Regions from separate parts of the Oncorhynchus kisutch genome. Here region 1 is linked to region 2. Evidence: chromatin contacts called from public Hi-C data. All regions are on one chromosome and are shown on one strand. Each heading gives the region's core, a stretch centred on a gene start, on an enhancer-like site or on the middle of the called end of the contact. The rest is flanking DNA. Distances are from core to core; before and after follow the strand shown.

Evidence for each region. A called contact is a pair of places that touch in the nucleus more often than the background predicts.
Region 1: a contact with region 2 is called in a Hi-C map of liver, with 5 times the contacts expected there. The contact joins the promoter of LOC109867464 here to the promoter of mmadhcb in region 2. A contact is called at or near these places in 2 of 2 Hi-C or Micro-C datasets (liver and muscle).

Annotation. Positions count from the first base shown.
Region 1 is chrLG2:47,783,431-47,790,010 of Okis_V2, reverse strand. It overlaps LOC109867464, which reads right to left and starts at 5,191. Exons shown (of 26, transcript XM_031802138.1): 1 at 4,717-5,191; 2 at 4,226-4,416; 3 at 4,106-4,130; 4 at 3,805-3,984; 5 at 3,117-3,356; 6 at 2,757-2,999; 7 at 589-2,657; 8 at 255-387. The coding sequence starts at 4,888.
Region 2 is chrLG2:47,536,314-47,543,311 of Okis_V2, reverse strand. It overlaps mmadhcb (metabolism of cobalamin associated Db), which reads left to right and starts at 1,954. Exons shown (of 8, transcript XM_020456618.2): 1 at 1,954-2,132; 2 at 3,447-3,495; 3 at 3,614-3,764; 4 at 3,912-4,132; 5 at 4,263-4,371; 6 at 5,992-6,122; 7 at 6,935-6,998. The coding sequence starts at 3,487.

The DNA.
Region 1 (6,580 bases), core at 3,942-6,441, 240 kb before region 2:
AGTTGGCTGTCAGAAAAATTACAAGGAAAACATACTTTTAATCCATCTGTCTGCATATTTCATAAGGTGGTGTAGTGAGATAAGCATTGGGCTGGATGATTCTCTTCTCATCACTCATCTTGAAAAACCTTATACTAAAAACTTCAAACACTTCAAACACAAATCAATTTGTGAGGACAGGGCATGCTATAGGTTTCCTGCAGTATTCAACCATATGGTATGATTATACAAAAAGTATGGTTGAAGGAACTAACCTTTGATGTCTGAGCCTGGCTTAGCCACTAGGGGTGGTGGTGGATGTGTGTTATGTGGGGCAGTGGCTGCAGAGGGAGCAGTTGGAGTTGTGCCTGTTGCTGTTTTGTTGGTTATTTGTTGTCGACGATAACCCTGTTGAATGAAGTAGGACAAGAAGAGGTTTGACTTTCAACGGGAATACTTGACCCCATTTACAATAACACTGCACATTTCCTCCTTAATCAAACCTAAGCATGTACCAAGGTTTGACATGGTATGTTAATCACAGATATAGCCAGGTGGCATTATAAATGAACACTAAACATCCAATGGAATGTTGAGAAGCGGACTTACCTCTCCTTCAATAGCCGACTGGAACTCCCCCACTATCTTGGCATCAGAGTCTATCACAAATATGTTCCTCAGGTGTTGGGGTTTCTGTTTAATGAAACCGAGGACTCCCTTGATAACTGCTGCACAGCTCTCTGTGACGGGAAAACCAAAGGTACCGCACCCCATCGCTGGCATCCATATGGAGACGCACTTCTTGATGTCTGCTTTCAGTAAACTGTCCTGGACCGTCGACTGTAGATTGATATTTCTAAGAGTTGAGGTGTCCTTCCCCCATACTGGAAGCACTGCATAGATGAGATGCTGAGCTCCAAGGGTGCCTGGGTTGGACAAGACCACATCTCCTGGCTGTAGAGTCTGCCTCTCCTTCAGGAACTTGTCAAACACCTTTGTGATATCAGGCCCACCAATCTGAAGGAACTGCTTAGCGATCGGAGTATCAAAGGACAGACTGCTGCTCAGAGGGCAGATCAAAGCATCTGCAGCATGTTGGGAGATGTTACCCTGACCAACAGTTAAAGTGACGCAACCTTCAATGTTGTATCTGCATTTCTGACAGTGGGTAATCACTGGTGATAGGTAGAGTTTGCACCCTAAATCCTTGAACTTAGCCTGCAGATCCGCTTGGTTTTTCTCTAGGACTTTGGACTCCCCGGCCTTGGAGTATGTGTACCTCTCCATTGTAATTGTACTGACCTGCTGTTTCACTGCATCTACGGCCTCTTTGATTTTATCACTCGCTGCCGTGATCTTCAGACAAGGAGATCCTAGTGTTTTGCATGGCAGTATAGTCACGCCCAGAGCCTTGATTTCAGGGACCTCTGAGAGGTTCATGCAAGAGGCCACAAACTCTACTTCCTGGACTGATTTGAGAGAGACATCCACTGTTTCCGGCTTCTTGTTGTCCAGGTATCCCCTCAACTTCCCTGCCACATCTGCCACCACACTGGAGAATCCACAGACTCCAATCTTCTCCTGTGTTACGGAGATGCTGACATTGTGGTTGTTCTTGGTGAATTTGAGGTCTCCATTAAGTATGGCAAAGAACTGTGCCCATTGTTCGCCATTGGTCACATGGGCTTGGTCTGGTGTGAGTTTGATGACTTCCTCTTTGATGACCTCATGTAATGTGTCTTCAGCTCTCTGGATGTCAGCTCTTTCTGCAAGGATCTGGATGGAACCATCACTAAGGAGGAATACAGACGATATGTGGTTCTGGGCAAAATGCTTCCTCTCAAACTTTTTCAGGTCCAGAGATTTCAAGAACTCCATCAAAGGCACTGATACATTATTAAGCAGTCTGGTTTCAACATTCCCTATTGCCTCATGGACAACACCTTCTGCGGTACTAACCTTGTTCTCCAAACCCTTTAGACATATAATGAAGCTTTCTTCATCTTTGGAAAACTCCACGTCCACTAGTTTGCCAGAGACAAGTTCCCAGATGATCTCAAACTTCTCTTTGGAGTCCAGTGAGATTTTTCTTACTATTGTGTTCCTCTCCATCTGAAGCTCATCACTGACCTTCTTCACCATGTGCTCAATCTTCTCCACAAGGGTCTTCACCTCATTCTGCACTCCTACCACCACAATCTCACCATTGCTCTTCTTGTAAGAGATGATGGCATCAGAGGATTTGAGACCAAGACAACTATTCTCAACCCTTTCCCAGACCTCCACCGCTATGGGCAGCTGAACCTCTTTGTATTTCTCTAGCAAGGCCAGAGCCTCTCTCTGGGCAATTCTTCCCCATTTAGGGCCCAGTCTGAGCATGCCCAAGGACTCCTTCTCCATGGTCATATCCAGCTCCATCTGTGGGGGTTCTGTGATCATATTGAAGGAGACGCTAGCATTGACCTTACGTAGTCCAGTTGTTAAATCCTGCTTGCGGGCTTCATCACATTTAATGAAGTTGAAAAGTGCTGAACTGAGACAAAGGGCTATGTTAGAAGGGATGTCTGATTGGAGGGCTGTTTGCCCTGTTAACGCCTTCTGCAGACTGGAGTAGAATAGCTGAGCTATGAGGTCCACCCCACCGAAATGATGCTTGTGTTCCGCAACCTGATAGGCAACTGAAATAAGGAGAACAGAGGGCAGAATTATTTACTGAACAGGTTAGCTTAAAACGTCATCCTATTTCTAGAGGATAATGTAATTGAAAAGGGGCCTACCATGACAGTCTTCAAAGGTGATGACCATGCTCTTGCCCTTGGTAACCCAGATCTGGGACTTGATATCTCCTCCTTTGCTCCTTTTGCTAGAGAAGTAGAGATTGAGGGCCTCCTCCACTCCTCCTTTGATTTGGCTCATGTCCCCCTGGACAAGCACAGAGTCTGTCAGCTCTAAATGACACGCCCCGATCTCCATGCCCTGGTACTTCTTTGATGAACATTTCCTAAGGAAGGACTTTATGTCTGCGTAACATAAAATGTTAATAGTTAGATTAGTATTGTATGCCGCTTTTTGGTCACTTAATGGCGTAATATTAGAGATAGTGTGTATACATGTTTTTGATGTATCTGTGGACCCACCAATGTTCTGTTTGAAACTGACCACTACTCCGTCTCCATCGTCCAGGGTCTCCCAGGCATGCTCAGCTCCTTGGCTGCAGCTGCCGATGAACAGAGAGATGATGTCGCACTTGCAGCTCTCATTAAACCCAGTCAGGACGAAGCGCCTGTTGTCCAGTTTCCCTTCCACAGCAGTGTCATTGTACACCTCCACAGAAATGCCATACTGATACTCCTTCTTGGCAAGGACTTTCTCTGCATCTGACAGGAGGTAAATAATTTATTGGTGGGCATGATTGTCCAAACAGACTCAAGAAATTAACTCATATGATGTTCACCTGTTGATATAAGTAGATGACATGTAATGTAACAATGTAAATTCTCTAAAATGCAAAGACTCAAATAGCAGCCATTGTGTTCTTGTGACTGGGAAGGAAGCATTTCCTCATGATCCATATTCCCAGCTATGATGAGACATTCCATTTTACAGTCATAGCAAAGCAACTTCTGAATGATAAACAAGTATGGCAGATCTAATTACAGTGTTTATTCCAACAGGTACAAAGTGGAAATGTACACTGATTACAGTAAAATAAATCCAAGTGTGTGGTTAATAATACAGTAAATCATATACAGTAAATCATATAATATGAATTGGAGGAAAGAATATTTAAATTATATAAGTCTATGTAAAAAAAAAACTCCTTACCTGACTGAAAGGACAGTTTGAGGATCCAGCTATTCTTGCCATGTCTTGTAATGCTGGCCCCTTCTTCTTCCGATGCAAACTGGTCAAAATACAATTTAAGGAGCTCCTTTTCAAGTTCCTTTGTGGTTCTAACAAGCAGTGTATGTGTGTTTGCTTTAATATCCTTATCCTCCCCTGAATCTGAAAAATAAACAGAAACACACACACACAGAGAGAGAGAGAGAGAGCATTAACATGAATATGATTCCCATACTGATGTTATACATTGATGAATAAGTGTCTTTATGAATATCAGTCTTACCTGCTTGACTGTCTGACACTGGCTGCTACATCACAGATAAAGACAAGCACAGAAAAACACATGTCAAAATATTGTAATATGGCAAACTTGATGCAATATAACAAATAAACAAAGAATCACCTTCTCTTCGGTGTTGAGTGCAGATTTTCCCACAAGAGTCAGATTGTCTCTTTTTGGTAAGAGAGGTGGTTTAACATTCTTCACTTTTGTTTCACCGCCATTCTCTTTCAGTTCCACTTGAAGCTCAACCACCCCAATGGGTTTTTTAAAATCTATCTTATGATCTCTTTTAGCCAACACTTTCTGCAGAGCTGGGGATATGATAAAATACCATCATTAGGTACAGTATATGTAGTCTCTGCCAAATTAACCCATTGTACAAAACCAGATTCTGCTGTTTTGGCTCCTAAGACATTACATTACTGAACACAATCTTGGTGCCTCAGATGTTTGTCAAAATACTTTACATTAACTGTTTATCACAATACTTCAGATATAGGCCGGAGCACAATAGATAAACTGTATAATTAGGCTAATGTATTCACAATCAGATTATGTGTCTAAATTGACAGTATGTACATATTTTGATTTCAAAATATTTTTATAATTACATGCATCTTCGAGGTAAACGAGCAGAGCCTTCTTCTTGTCCCCAGGATAGTCTTGAATTTGTAATACCTCTCCTCCAGACCTCCTTTTGTTTTTGAAGTACAAATCCAACTTGGATCTAATTTTGTCTAGGTCGTCTGGCAGACCCTCCAAAATCAGTGTTTTTTCCGTCATTATTCAGAAAATTAGGTCGACCTATATTGATTGAAGCGTGATCATACTTGTATGACTCTTATTTCAGAAACTTTGATTGCTCACCTGTCCTGTTGAAGTGACAGTTCGTGTCTCAGGGGAACGAGGATTCTGAGATTCCACACTCTGAAATCGTGCTAGTGTCTTTTTTTATTTCGGTTATTATGGAAAATCCGTGCTAATATGTTGTGTCGAGCCCAGATGGTTGCGCCCTGTATAGTGCATAAAATAACTTTCACTTTTGATTTTAACCTCGTGACTTCAAGGAATTTGAAGTATTAGTGAACAAGAAAGTTAATCGGTTCTCCACCGAGGTAAAGCCAGTTTTAAATTGGATATTCGACGGATATTCGCGCTTTCAAACCACTTGAGCCACAGACTCCAAATAAGTGTCATGATTTTGGACAAATTGCGCACAACATTGCACAGGTCTTATTTTCACGATTTGGACATTCATTCGCTTTCCAAAGCTAATAAACATGTGGAAATGTGAGCAAGCAGAATTTTGTATTCCTAGATTAATTAGTTAGGGAGCGTAAGCAATGTTAAACTTTTTCTACATTCGAATTTCAATAGCTCCTTGGTCATGTGACCTATTTGACTCAAACAAGGTTCAGAATGTCCACTCAGTGGGCCTACACATTGCACACCCTTTAGTTTGTCCATTTTCATCTCACACGGTTTTTCATAAATGTTTTAAAATTCATAATTTCAATAGCTCCTTGGTCATACTGACTTTAAAGAATGTACACTCAGCGGCCCTACACATTGCAGACCCTTTAGTTTGTCTATTTTCATCTCATGCAATTTTTCAATGTTTTTCAATGTTTCTAATTTCAATAGCTCCTTGGTCATGTGACCTACTGACCTCAAACAAGGTTCAGAATGTCCACCCCTCTGTCAATTTGATCGGCAGGCTGTAACAACAGATTGCTTTGATATGAACTTAATATGAGGGAACTAAAAATAAACAAACACTCACAGTATTGACTCTGCTAGCTTCAGATCTATGCCCAGATCCCTGAGAAGAATGTGACGTTTTTCCAGTAAGGAGAACGAGGGCAGTGATGACAGCGGTCAGTGCATCAAGGAAAAAGGTACAGGAATCAGGGCGGCCAGATATGAACAGACAAAGGGACCATGTCTTCTCATTTTGGATTAGCCTTTGATATATAATAGGATAGATCACTTACTTTTGTGGCTTGATAAAGGACAAATGAATGTATAGTAATGTACGGTACAAATCAGATTTGATCCTATTCCAGAGTTATCTATGTTCATTGTATGTGTAATACTGGGATTCCCCTTTTTTCCCTAGTGGTAGCACAGATCCTGAAGATCCTGAAGATCAACACCGACAGGGAGGAGGTGAGGGCCCTCGGAGTGTAGTGTCAGTAAAATAACCTCACACTCAATGTCAACAAAACAAAGGAGATGATCGTGGATTTCAGGAAACAGCCGAGGGAGCAGCCCCCTATCCACATCGACGGGACAGTAGTGGAGAAGGTGGAAAGTTAAGTTCCTCGCCGTGCACATCACAGACAAACTGAAATGGTCCACCCACACAGACAGTGTTTACTACATCACTACACCCTGGTTACACCTCCACACCTGGTGACATTCATTTACTACATTACTACATCCTGGTTACACCTCCACCTTCACACCTGGTGA
Region 2 (6,998 bases), core at 705-3,204:
ACACCTACGAAGCATTGTTACCCATCGCTCCACAAAAGCCGCAGCCCTTGCAGAGCAAGGGGAACCACTACTTCAAGGTCTCAGAGCGAGTGATGTCACCGATTGAAACGCTATTAGCGTGCATCACCGCTAACTAGCTAGCCATTTCACATCGGTTACACTGAGTTAGAATAGAAAGGAAAAATATATCCTGTTGTTTAAAAAAAAATTTTTTACCCCCTTTTGTTTCCCCAGTTTCGTGGTATCCAATTTGTAGTAGTTACAGTCTTGTCTCATCGCTGCAACTCCCATACGGACTTGGGAGAGGCAAAGGTCCAGAGCCATGCATCCTCCGAAACACAACCCAACTGCACTGCTTCTTGATACAAGGCACATCCAACCCGGAAGCCAGCCGCACCAATGTGTCGGAGGAAACACCATACACCTGGTGACCTGGTCAGTGTGCACTGCGCCCAGCCCGACACAGGAGTCGCTAGTGCGCGATGAGACAAGGATATCCTTGCTGGCCAAACCCTCCCTAACCCGGACGACGCTAGGCCAATTTTGGGCTGCCCCATGGACCTCCCGGTCACAGCCGGCTGCGACATAGCCTAGGCTCGAACCCAGAACCTCTGGTGGCACAGGTAGCACTTAGACCACTGTGCCACCCAGGAGTTTGGGTCATTGTCCTGTTGAAAATCAAATGATAGTCCCACTAAGCGAAAACCAGATAGGATGGCATATCACTGCAGAATCCTGTGGTAGCCATGCTGGTTAAGTGTGCCTTGAATTCTAAATACATCACTGACAGTGTCACCAGCAAAGCACCCCCACACCATCACACCTCCTCCTCCATGCTTCATGGTGGGAACCACACACGTGGAGATCATCCATTCACCTACACTGCGTCTCACAAAGACACAGCGGTTGGAACCAAAAATCTCAAATTTGGACCATAGGACAGATTTCCACTGTTCTAATGTCCATTGCTCATGTTTCTTGGCCCAAGGATGTCTCTTCTTCTTATTGGTGTCCTTTAGTAGTGGTTTCATTGCAGCAATTCAACCATGAATGTCTTAATAATGCAGTCTTCTCTGAACAGTTGATGTTGAAATGTGTCTGTACTTGATCTCTGTGAAGCATTTATTTGGGCTGCAATCTGAGGTGCAGTTATTCTAATGAATGTATCCTCTGCAGCAGAGGTAACTCTGGGTCTTCCTATCCTGTGGCGGTCCTCATGAGAGCCAGTTTCATAATAGCGCTTGAAGGTTTATGCGACTGCACTTGAAGAACAAACATTTGTTCTCAACAGACTGGTCCACAGAATGTTTACACTCAAATAAATACATGGAGGGAGTTTGATTAACGGGCGTGAACGGCTAAAAGTGGTGAGAGACCGCCCTTCTCAAATCAGAACGTTCCAAAGTTAATGTTAACCCGGTTCATTAATCAAATGCCCTCATTAGCACAGCAACCTCTACATTTTTACCTTTATTTAACTAGGCAGGTCAGTTAAGAACAAATTCTTATTTACAATGACAGCCTACCCCGGCCAAATCCTAACCTGCACGACACTGGGCGCCACCCTATGGTACTCCCAATCACGGACAGTTGTGATACAACTGGAATCGAACCAGGGTCAGTAGGTACACCTCTAGCACTGCTGCACCACTCAGGTGGTACACTGCTCTTCAGGTACAAAGCTCTCATCTGAACGGGAGTTTGAGGATTATTTTATACATTATACAGGTTAGCCACTAATTACAGTGCCACAAGAAACACTGACGAAAACTTTCACATTCATTTTTGTCTGAAACTCTCCTTAGAATTGCCTTTGCTGGCATCAATCTGTAGCTACATGCTGCCACTCATGGATAGGGATATAACGACATCTAGTGTGCAAACATGATTCTGAATTTTGATGTTATTTCTTTTTTGCAACCTTGTTACGTCAAGCCATTTATGTTGCTCGTAGGGTTCCGTCATTTATCCACGTAAGCGCGCATGTGCACAACGAAAGGTGAAGCAGATATATGGCATTCGAGCTAAAGTTAGGTCAAGGATAAACACAGATAAGACCTATTGATCTTTTCAACGTATTTTATTGATTCATGTTTGCAAGAAGGGGATATTCTTCAACGAATTTAATTAAGGTAAATATATTACATTTATTGTCAGAGCCTAAACTACTATAAATCGGCCAACGTAGAGCTAGCTAGCACGTTAGCTGTGTGGTCTTGCCCCTCAGTAAATTTGTTTTTACTTTCGATATTCAGAGTTTGCTCGTCAATAGCTATCAGATGGAGTCATAGGATGATGATAGGATATATTGAGAATCAGATGATGTTAGAGAGCACTTTCCTTAACAGAGAAGGAGGCATTATGCTGATTTCTGACGCGCAGGTGGTTTAGGGACAGTCGTAAAAGTGCAATATTGGGGATGAATGTAAACAAAATATACGTTTTTACATTCCCTTTCAGGAGGGTTAGCCCTATATGCAGATTACACACATCATAGGGCCTCATTTTAAATACTTAGCTCTAACTACTAATAGTGCTATATTTGACCCATTTTTTAAATGTATTTAACCTTTATTTAACTAGATAAGTCAGTTAAGAACAAATTTGCAATGACGGCCTATCGGGGAACACTGGGTTAACTGCTTTGTTCAGGGGCAGAACGACAGATTTTTACCTTGTCAGCTCTAACCACTAGGCTACCTGCCGTCCCTATGTAAACTGAAAATAAATGTACTGCAGTTTAGCGAGCAGGGGTGTATTCATTAGTTGGATTCTGTTGCAAAACATTTGGTCTGTTGGGAAACATAGCTGGAAGAAGGTGGAAGGAACCCTGTGGACTTCACGCAACTTTAGAGCATGGAAGAATTTATCATTTATAGTTGTGAAGCTTGTGCCAAACACTTTAAAGAGTATTCAGATTGGAATGGTCAGGAAACCATACAGTACTTACTGTCTTTGCCATAACATTAAAATTAACTACAAATTCCATTTAAGAACCTAACTTCTTTTACGTCATGTTGCAAGAGCATTTGGAGTAAACCGTTTCTGTTGCAAAACATTTTGCAACAGAATCTGACCAATGAATACACCACAGCTCTCACTTTTTAGTTAGCTAACATTAGCTGGCTAGCTAGCTAGCTAACATTCCCTACAGTCCTGCTGTACCCTGTTATGTAATGTTGTGGCAGCTATGTCATCTGAAATAGTTGACAATGAGCACTAAGTGGCGGTACTACTGGGTAAGGTAGATACACGATATTCTGAATTGTGATTCAAATTATTTGTAGCCAGCTAGTTAGCCTGTTGACAGTCAACTGCTGTTAGCTTTGAGATATTTAGCTTGATGATGATCAGTTTATGCACCCACTTTCAGTGTTTTGTGTCTAATGAGATTTATCTCAATGAGATTTGTGCAGTTGGTTAATTTATTACTTTGTCTTTTGCAGTTTTGCAAGTGAATAACAGAAGAGGGAGAGGCCCAACAGGATGGCCAGTGTAAGTCTATTTGACATAGACTTCGAGATTTGATCAGAATCCAATGTCACACACACACACACACTTAATGCTTGTGTCGTGTGTGTCCTGATGGGGATGTTCCTTCTCTGTTCCTCAGGTGCTCTGTAGCAGAGCCAGGCTGGTGACTTACCTGCCAGGGCTTCATGTACTGGTCCGGCGGATTGCTGGAACCAACCAGAGAACATTCTCTGGTGCTGGATCATCTGGCTCTGATGAGCCTCGTGTAGCCATCACACCCCCTGACCTTGGTAAGTGCAGACCTCTAATCACAATGATGATACTGAAGTTTCCTGAATGTGAACGTCATATACCAACTGTCTGTTATTCAGAAGGTGTGTGAATCAATTGGCTCAATAATTGGATCCACTTCTTGTTAAATGATGTCTCATTGTCAGGACCCAGGACAGTTTGGCCAGATGATAGTATGGGTCCGTTCGGGCCTCAGGACCAGCGCTTCCAACTGCCAGGTAACTCAGGCTTTGACTGCCACCTGGAAGGCACAGCAGAACAGAAGATTAATGGCCCAGTCCACCGGACAGTCCCCGACGTGCTCACTGCTCCCTCCAGCGGCGAGAGGCATGAGTTCATTCTTGCCCAATTTGTCGGCGAGTTCCAAGTAAGTGTGGTTGGTTTCACAATTGACATACATTTATTCTGGTGATAATGAAGCATATGCATATTATGCAGCGTAATATTCAGGGATATTTTTGGTTTTCTAAGCAACATTCCATGATTGTTTGTCTTAGGGGAAAGAGGCTGATCCCCCGGAACAAATATTCAACAGAGCAGAACAGTACTTTGATAACTCCAATGTAGAGTGTGCAATACAGTCTTGCCCTGAGCTGCTGAAGAAAGGTATATATGATTGTTTTCCTTTCACCAAACAGATATAGCCCTATGTGAGCAGTCTTACTTTCTGTAAAAATGCACAACATACAGTGCATTCAGAAAGTATTCAGACCCATTCCCCACATGTTATCCTCATTCTAAAATTGATTAAATGCATGTTTTTCCTCCTCAATCTACACACAATACCCCATAATGACAAAGCAAAAACAGTTTTTAGAAATTATTGAAAATGAATAAAAACAGAAATACCTTATTTACATAAGTATTCAGACCCTTTGCTGTGAGACTTGAAATTGTGCTCAGGTGCATCCTGTTTCCATTGATCATTCTTGAGATGTTTCTTCAACTTGATTGGAGTCCACCTGTGGTAAATTCAATTGATTGAAAATGTTTTGGAAAGGCACACACCTGACTATATAAGATCCCACAGTTGACAGAGCATGTCAGAGCAAAAACGAGCCATGAGATCAAAGAAATTGTCCGTAGAGCTCCGAGATATGTGGAAGGGTACCAAAAAAATGTCAGCAGCGTTGAAGGTCCCCAAGAACAGTGGCCTCCGTCATCCTTAAATTGAAGAAATTTGGAACCACCAAGACTCTTCCTAGAGCTGGCCTCCCGGCCAAACTGAGCAATCGGGAGAGAAGGGCCTTAGTCAGGGAGTTGACCAAGAACCCGATGATCATTTTGACAGTTTCCAGAAGGACAACCATCTCTGCAGCACTCCACCAATCAGGCCTATATGGTAGAGTGGCCAGACCTCAATTAAAGGCACATTCCAGCCCGCTTGGAGTTTGCCAAAAGGCACCTAAAGGACTCTGACCATGAAAACAAGATTGTCTGGTCTAAGGAAGCCACGATTGAACTCTTTGGCCTGATTGCCAAACGCCATGTCTGGAAGAAACCTGGCATGGTGGTGGCAGCATCATACTGTGGGGATGTTTTTCAGCGGCAGGGACTGGGAGACTAGTCAGGATCGAGGGAAAGATGAACGGAGCAAATTACATTGACAACATGCTCAGGAATTCAGACTGGGGCGAAGGTACACCTTCCAACAGGACACCAACCCTAAGCACACAGCCAAGACAATGCAGGAGTGGCTTCGGGACAAGTCTCCGAATGTCCTTGAGTGGCCCAGCCAGAGCCCGAACTTGAACCCGATCGAAAATCTCTGGAGAGACCTGAAAATACTTGTGCGGAGACTCTATCCATCCAACCTGACAGAGCTTGAGAGGATCTGCAGAGAAGAATTTGAGAAACTCTGAAAATACAGCTGTGTAAGATGTGGAAAAAGTCAAGGGGTCTGAATACTTTCCAAATGCACTGTAAAAGCAGACACTGACCATGCTCCACACAATATCTGGCACATTGTTATACTTTCAAACTTGTTGATATACTTTGTCTATGTGTTTACTATGTCTACATCTTAAATGGGGAATGGATAGGGAAAAAGAGGTGAAAGCGTTTACCTTTTCATGTGTTTGTGAGATTGATGTTGAGATTCTACATGTATCCAGTAGAGGGGGCTCAAACACTAAAGGAATGTACATCATGTGTGAGCATAATAACTCTTGGTGTGATGGTCATGTATAGTTTTTGACCATGCATGTTCTCCCCATGTGTTTGCAGATTTTGAGTCAATGTTCCCTGAGGCCCCTAACAATGGCATGACGGTTGTCACGGTGACCCAGAAAACTCAGAACGACATGACAGCGTGGTGTGAGGAGGTGGACAAAGAGAGGGAGTTGATGCTCGACAAAGTGAGTTGGTGTCACAACACCGTGGGTAGTTTTACCCATAGCATATGAACAACATGAACTGTCTGTCAGAACCACTGAAGAAAATTCGGACCCTTTTTTTTTTTTTTTTTTTTTTAACTGTCTGAAGTTGTAAGGAGTTATGAGTTGCTGGTGTATGGCACATGTATATTTTAACCCAGTCTGTTTTCCTCTGAGAACTACATTTAAGGAATTGAAAGGATTCAACTGTACATAGAGGCATTGAGTCTGAAAGACTAAGTATTAGCAAGTACCTATTTTGTTTATGATAATGGGGTTGTGCATTACGTATTCCCAATCCCAGCATTACAATAGAAGACTTCTGTTAGTAGTCTTGAGTGTGTGTGTGTGAGGGCATTGCGTGTTAGAGCAGGGCTTGTTTGTGACATTGTGCGTTATTCACCGTCTGGTTAACATGCCCTTGGTTGAGAATCGCTCTAATTGTACCGCTGACCCCCTTGACTGCACTCATTTACTACACCCTGACACGCACCCTCCTCTCCCATCCCAGCAATAGGCTAGATCTCTACAACAGCATTTGTTGCGGGTTGCCATCTTTGATGGTGACATGATTACCAATAACAATGTGTTTGAACAGATGGTGTCTTTTTGTATCTGAAAAAATATACTTATAGCAAGCAGGAACCTCCACACGTTTGCAGTTAACAACACAATCAGAATGTTGGTCACTATTACACATGTTTGTATCAGTACACAATTGGAATGCTTGAATGGAAAATAAAAATCTAATCAATTGTCGAAGGTAAATTTGTTGTTGCGTTGTTCTGTTGCAGTTTGTTGCCGGTGCCAAGGAAATCTGTTATGCCCTGAGGACAGAAGGCTTCTGGGCTGACTTCA